Regions from separate parts of the Mus musculus genome. Here region 1 is linked to region 2. The links are chromatin contacts, called in public Hi-C maps. All regions are on one chromosome and are shown on one strand. The core of a region is the stretch at or near the end of the contact, and the rest is flanking DNA. Distances in the headings are between cores, read along the strand shown. Region 1 overlaps Cpz (carboxypeptidase Z). Region 2 has its middle 21 kb from the start of Gm40283.

Region 1 (2,970 bases), core at 69-2,568, 71 kb after region 2:
TACTATGAACTGACCTTTCTGCTTCCCAGCCACACCCCGTGCCTTCTGCACACAAGGGGGCCTCCTGACCCCAGAAAACCATTTGCTTCTGCACATTCAACTTCCTCAGCTACAGAATGGATCTTAGTGGGGCCGGAGCTGCCAATAACACCTAGGGCTCATAGTGCTTCTAAGATCAGCAAAGTCGGGAACCCAACAATCCCAGAAGTCCCCCACTGCTCAGAGCCAGCAGCTCTCAGTGGCTGCCACCCTCCCTCCTGACTCCCAGAGGCACTGAGGCAGACACAACAATCTAGTCACTTCTCTTCTACAGTTTAGAAATAAACAAAACAGGGTTGAAGGTTTGGGAAAAGAGGGCATGTAGATGTGGCTAGCACAGGCTGGGAGCTCAACTCTCATGACATGAACACCTAAGTGGTAGCTGGCTGCCCCTGAATGGGTGACCACTGCCTGGATGCTCCTGAGCACGGATTGCTGTTCTGTGGAGCTGAAACCAGAAATGCTATCCTGTAGAGGGAGAGGAGGAGTTGTTGGATGAGGACAACTGATGGTACGGAGGCCACTGTGCCAACCCAGCCAGCTCCTCCCTCCCTCCTCCTCACTCACAGAAAGACACTGACTCCTACAGAGCCAGTGGTCATGGCTAACCTGTGGTTCCCCCATGCGTGTATCCCTCTAGACCTCTGTGCCCCCCCACCTTTGCCCTCTTAGAATGTTCTGGCCATCTGCACTGACTGGCCCCTTCTACCACTCCCAGAAGCCCTCACTCCTCAGCCTCTAAGATGTCATTCCTGATGACGCCATAGCCTAGCTTCTCTCTCCCTGCTGGGTTTTACTGAGTGAGCATTTGTGTCTCAGGGCCTGTCCACGGGAGCCCCTCCCTCCAGTTGGCTAGTCTCTGATCTGCACCTCAACTGGGGTCCTCTTCTGCCACCCTGGGGCCCAGAGCTGAGCAGCAGGAGGAATTGGTTCTGCCTCTGCCTCTTCCACCCCCCCACCCCTGGGCCTGCTCAGGATCACTGTGAAAGTGACCTCAATTGGCCCTGACAGACCTGATCCTTATCAGGATCCAAGCCCGTTTTCCTGGGGGTCATCTGTCTCGGGGTAAGCCAAGTGCTGCGCGACTGGCCACCACTCTGCCTGCCATTAAATCTTCATACACTGAGACTTCATGTACAATATCCACGGAGCGATCCCAGTCCCACCAAAGCCCCTTCTAACTCATTTTCCCCAGACGACCACAGAATAGCCTGAGCACCTAGCTCTGCCCCAGGCCCTGCCTGTGGATGAGACACACCCTGCCTGAATGACGTGCCAGCTACCACAGAAAACAGTGGCCATGTTCTGTGCTACTTGGGGCTGTCTTCTTCCCATAGCTGCTGCTGTAGCAAGGCTCTGGCTGGTCTCACCTGGTGGAAGATTCCTGATCTCGCCAGAAAATAAACAGGGCTCAAGGACCGAACTTGGGGACACAAAGTCTGAACTTAAACTCCAGGCAGCTGCCATTGCATGGCCACTCCTCTTGCTCCCCCCACCCCCCAGCATAGCCACATGCCTCTGTGGCCACAGTGATCATTCTCTCGGGCCTCATCATCTAGGGGTGGGGCTGCCTAGGGCAGGGCCATCTAGGGGCGGGACCAACTGCGGAGCACTGTGCACTTGTCAAGGCCACCCTGCATCTGAATGTGCTGATGTCCCCAAAGCTGTTATCTCCCTATAGCTCTCCGTGCCTCGTCATTATTCTATAGCACTTGTGTGAGCTGTGCCGGGTGAGGCATTGGCTCAGGCACCTATTTCCTCTGACCCAGCAGACTCTAGCTCCAGGATCCAATGGAGGATTCTGAGGATGTATTTTCAATCACCCCATCACCTAGTCCAGATGAGCTCCATGCAGATAGGCAGGTACTCTTGGGCAGTCTACCCTTCAGCCTGCAGACCTCTGATGTGTGAACAGGCTGTATCCCAGAATCATCACCTCTGAGACCCACCCACCCCCATACATACTGTCCTCTTCACTCCTACAACTACCCTCACTCCAGTCTCGGGAAGGGACCCCGTAGGTCTCAAGTGCCTCACTGAGTCGCCTACTGCACCCCCTCTGCTCAGAGAGTACCCGCTCCTGCCTGGTTTTTCTTCCGTCAAGATTCAGCTTAATTCACCTACTGCTTCCTGATAGCTCCCGGGGCTTGGAGGCAGGCCAGCATCCCCTCCAGACTGCCAGTACCCCCAAAAGACTGCCAGGCCCCCACGTTCCCTTTGGCAATCATGCCTGTGAGATATGAGGGAAGAGATATGGTTGGGAAGCCCCAGTCTTGAATGGATGGTCAGAGAAGTCACCAACTTATGCTTCCACTGAGCCCCAGATAGAGCCAAGAGGACAGAGCCTAAGGGTAGAAGCTGGACTTCTTCCCCACCATGGGAAGCTTCCAGTGGGTGGGGCTCACCATCTCCAGGAAGTTGAGTAGGGGCTCCTTGTTCTGTTGCCACAGGCCATACAGCGCCTCCTCTGGGGGGAACTTCACACAGCCCAGTTCCACAGTGATCTCAAAGCAGTTGGTATGTAAGTAGTTGAAGTCAGACATACCTGTGGGGTGGGCAGCTGAGTGTCAAGGGCAAAGAGCCTGTGGCAGGCACAAAACTCCAGGCCCAGCACCACTTTGCACAAAGAGGTGATTTACACAGCCACTGTTCTTCCATGCATAACCCTGAGGTCAGGAGTAGAGGCCCTGACCAGGCCACAGAGGTAAACTTGATTTCAGACAGGTGGGTGGCAGAATCTTGTTCTCCCAGAGAAACTAGCCAGTGCACCTCACAGGTCTCTGTGTCCCAGCTATTGGGCCTACAGCCTCAAGGAGTCTGACAATGACCACAGCACACAATTGCCCAGAGTTAACAGCAGTCCAGGGAGACCTGATCATTTCCCAGAGAGGAAGTCGGGAGGACTACAATGTCGTCGTCCCCCCCCCCCCC
Region 2 (3,390 bases), core at 743-3,242:
TCATGTTGTGCCCAGGCAACACTTGTGTAGGCTCAGTGTATGACTATGGTCAGCTCTGTTGCATATGGGCTTCTGTTCCTGTTATCCCTCTCAGCCTTACTCTCTAAACAGCTGTCAGCAGCTCACTCCCTTCCCCATGCTGGGCTGGACTTCAGAGCTCCCCAGTTCAGGAGCGTGACTGCTGAGCAGCCCTGGCTCCACTTTGGGGTGAATGCCCAGACTTTGGGTTGGGACCAAACAGAGGTTGCATGCCGCATGAGGAGGTTCTGGGAGCGCACTCCTGGTTTCTGTCCAGTGGCCTACACTCCTCCACTGGGCTATGATAGAAATCCTGCCTGTGAAATGGGTGAGGCCTATGCTCCTCCACTAGGCTATGATGGAAATCCTGTCTGTGAAATGGGAGATTAGGTTCTGGCACTGAGACTTCAGACAGCCCTGGAAAAACTTAGGGGCCTTGGTGCTGGTTTCATGTGAACCCCAGATTGTGGCTGACAGTTTGTGCAGAAGTACAACCTGGTTCACAGACATGGGTTTGACAGGTATCTGAGGGCAGCTGTTGAGTCCAGAACGCCTGGACCACTGACATACGAGAGCTTGCATCTTGTCTAAGCCCTCTTTTGCTGTGTACCTGAGCTGCCTGAGAAGTCACTGTCCATCAATACCTTCTACCTCACAGGACAGATCATGCCCACATCCTCCCAGGATGGGTTGTGGGCTACAAGGTGCAAATGGAAGCCAAGCCCAGTCACCTCCCTCACTCCCAGGACACTCAGATGAACAGGATGGTCATCTGGGGGTTGGGAGATCCTGACAAGGGCGCAGGGACAAAACTGTCTGAATATCTCCCTTCCTGTTGGCTGCTGGGGATGCTTGAGTGCCCATGAAAGTTCAGGCTTTCCTCAGATTTCCTCTGAAGATGAAGAGGCCCCTGCTGGGAATTCCAGTTTCACTCTCGGGCAGTACAATGCTCACAGTAGCTATGGAGGAACATTTGCCCTTGCACCCATCTCAGTTTAGGGTCAGTCGAATGGCAGTAAATATCTGTTCAACAGGAGCCCAAAAAAGCTGTTAAAAGTGTCCAGAGGGTGGGTCGTGTCCTTTGTACTGTGCAGCCGGCTGGCACCCAGGGGACTCTGGGAATGCTTGGTGAATGACAGGTTCTTGGAGATTGCTCAGTCTGCAGGAGGTGCTTGGTCACTACTCGGTCCTTGAGGGTTCTTGGTCAGTGCTTGGTCCTCTGGTGATGCTGGAGGCAGTGCAGGATGTCAGTGATGAGGGATAACGCTGGTGGCAGTGCTGTGGAGCGGTGCTAGGGGGCGCTGTTGACTCCCAGGATGACACAAATGTGAGAGGAACCCATGGATACCTGGTGCCAGGAGCCAGTGGGGATGGAAGAGGACAGGACACAAATTACAGCAAGGTCCAGGTGAGTGGATGATTACCAGGCACTATAGCTCTTGCTGTACCAGACTATGTTCTCAACACTGGCACGGCAGGCAGGAGGGCCCAGTGGAAAGAGGAAGTCATCACCATCTAGATGGTCAGCAGACTTCTGGGAGGGTGGGAGAAAGACTGAATGAGTGCTGGAACTCACCAATGCCCATTCAGCCAGGTGCCTGCCCCCCCCCCTCCTGGATTTGTAAATTAAACAAACTTGCTGTTAGTTCTGAGTGAGACTAATGGAAGTCAGCCTGCCACATGTATGACAAATCCTCTGGCATCCTGCACAGAGTCGTGTGTCTTAAGCTGCACAGCCCACCCATGCACATCGGGCCACCACGCCCCTCTCTTCTGAGTACAGCAGCACCAGGCTGGGCCAGAGCCAGAGTCCCGAGAGAGGTTGACTGCCCGGAACTCTACTCTCTAGGATGTCCCCAGGGCTGATGGTTTTGCAAGGCGCTAAGTGACTGCCACTGCCCCTCAGGACCACTCCTGTGAGAAAGGCTCCTGCCACTGGCTGCTGGCTTTGAGTCCTGTTTTCAAGCCTGGCTGATGACCCTGTCTCTATGGGATAGTAATGAAGTAATGCTGTTGTGACTCGGCTCTTGTCGCCTGAGAGTGTCTAAGTGCTTCAGGAACAATTAATCGGCTTGCTCATTCCTGCTAAGCATGATAGCCCAAGGCCCCAGGAGGCCAGAGGAGGGAAGTGGCCTTGAGGAGAGAGCCAGGAGCTCTCAGGCAGCTACTAGAAGCTGTCTTGAGCTTAGTGCATGAGCACAGAGGAGCTGAAGGTCACAGTAGGGTTAGGTGAAAGAGTCTGAAATTCTGTTTTGTTGTTTTTAATTGGAGTCTAAGAGTCTAAAGCTGAAATATTAACCTCTTCCCGACTCAGTTTCTTCTTAGCTATAACCTTCTCTACCTGCATCTATCTCAGCCACCAGAGCCCTTCGTCTCTCCTTCCTTCTGAACCTCAGTTTCCCCTTTCTACATTGGGGAACAAGCATCCCTTTTGTAAGTGGCTTCATTTTGAGGCTGTTCTTGGGTGATTACCCACAATGCTGTGCAGGACCACAGCTGCTACCCAGTTAATTTTGCATAGCTTTGACTTCAACACCTGACACAAACAGTTTAGGGGAGAGTGATTTATTTTATCTCATGGTTTTAGAGCGATCAATCCACTATGGTGGGGAGGGCATGGTGGAGCAGTTCGACATGGGGCGGGTAGAGACATGGTCCAGATTGTTCACATCAGAGCAGATCAGAAAGCATGGAGGAGGGGAGAAACCAGGCTCAGGCATATCTTGCAAGGGTCTATCTACAGTGACCACTTCCTCCAGCTGGGTCTCACCTCCCCAGACCTCCAATACCTCCTAAAGTAGCCTGATTTGTGGAGGATCGGTTATTCAAAACATGAGCCTATGGAAGATGTTTCAGACCAGAACATTCTGCCCCTGGGCCCCAGAGGTTCGTAGGCAGCTTTGTAGAGCAAAGTTCTTTCCATCCAAACTCAAGAGTTCCTAAAGTCTTCTTTGTTTTTAAAGATTTGTCTAAGTGTGTGTGTGTGTGTGTGTGTGTGTGTGTGTGTGTGTGTGTGTGCATGCAATGCCAGCAGAGGCCAGTAGAGGGCATTGTATCCCATGGAGCTGGGTTGTACAGATGGTTCTGAGCTGCCTGTGTGGGTACCGGTCAGTGAACTGGTCAAAAGCACTAACACTCACTGAGCCTTCTCTCCAGCCCCAATTCCCTGAAGTGTTTACAGTCCCAACTCTGTTCAGAAGTCTAAAGTTCATGTCCTCTGAGACTCAAGACTTTGTGCCCCCATTAAACCAAAGAAAAAGTTACATGCATCCCAGATCCAATGACCCAGAATAAGCACTTGCATCCTAGACGGAGGTATGAAGCACGTAAAAGGAGAGAGGGGACCAAAGGATGCTGAAACGCAGCAAGACA

Evidence for each region. Hi-C and Micro-C count contacts between places; a contact is called where the count stands out from the background.
Region 1: a Hi-C map of the N1E-115 cell line shows a contact between it and region 2, with 8 times the contacts expected there. The contact joins two enhancer-like sites. A contact is called at or near these places in 3 of 39 promoter capture datasets (frontonasal cranial neural crest, hippocampal neurons and pre-B cells), 11 of 484 Hi-C or Micro-C datasets (8-cell embryo, the N1E-115 cell line, cortical neurons and 3 more) and 1 of 115 datasets of contacts at active chromatin or transcription factors (embryonic stem cells).

What each region holds. Positions count from the first base shown.
Region 1 is chr5:35,504,228-35,507,197 of GRCm38.p6, forward strand. It overlaps Cpz (carboxypeptidase Z), which reads right to left. Exons shown (of 11, transcript NM_153107.2): 9 at 2,445-2,584. Among named protein-coding and RNA genes, the nearest start is that of Cpz, 20 kb to the right of the region's middle. Within about 2 kb of position 1,319, at least 2 of the 459 cell types and tissues checked have an H3K27ac peak or open chromatin away from gene starts, as enhancers often do. A contact at or near this core is called in the N1E-115 cell line, where this site is marked.
Region 2 is chr5:35,432,914-35,436,303 of GRCm38.p6, forward strand. No RefSeq gene overlaps it. Among named protein-coding and RNA genes, the nearest start is that of Gm40283, 21 kb to the left of the region's middle. Within about 2 kb of position 1,993, at least 5 of the 459 cell types and tissues checked have an H3K27ac peak or open chromatin away from gene starts, as enhancers often do. A contact at or near this core is called in the N1E-115 cell line, where this site is marked.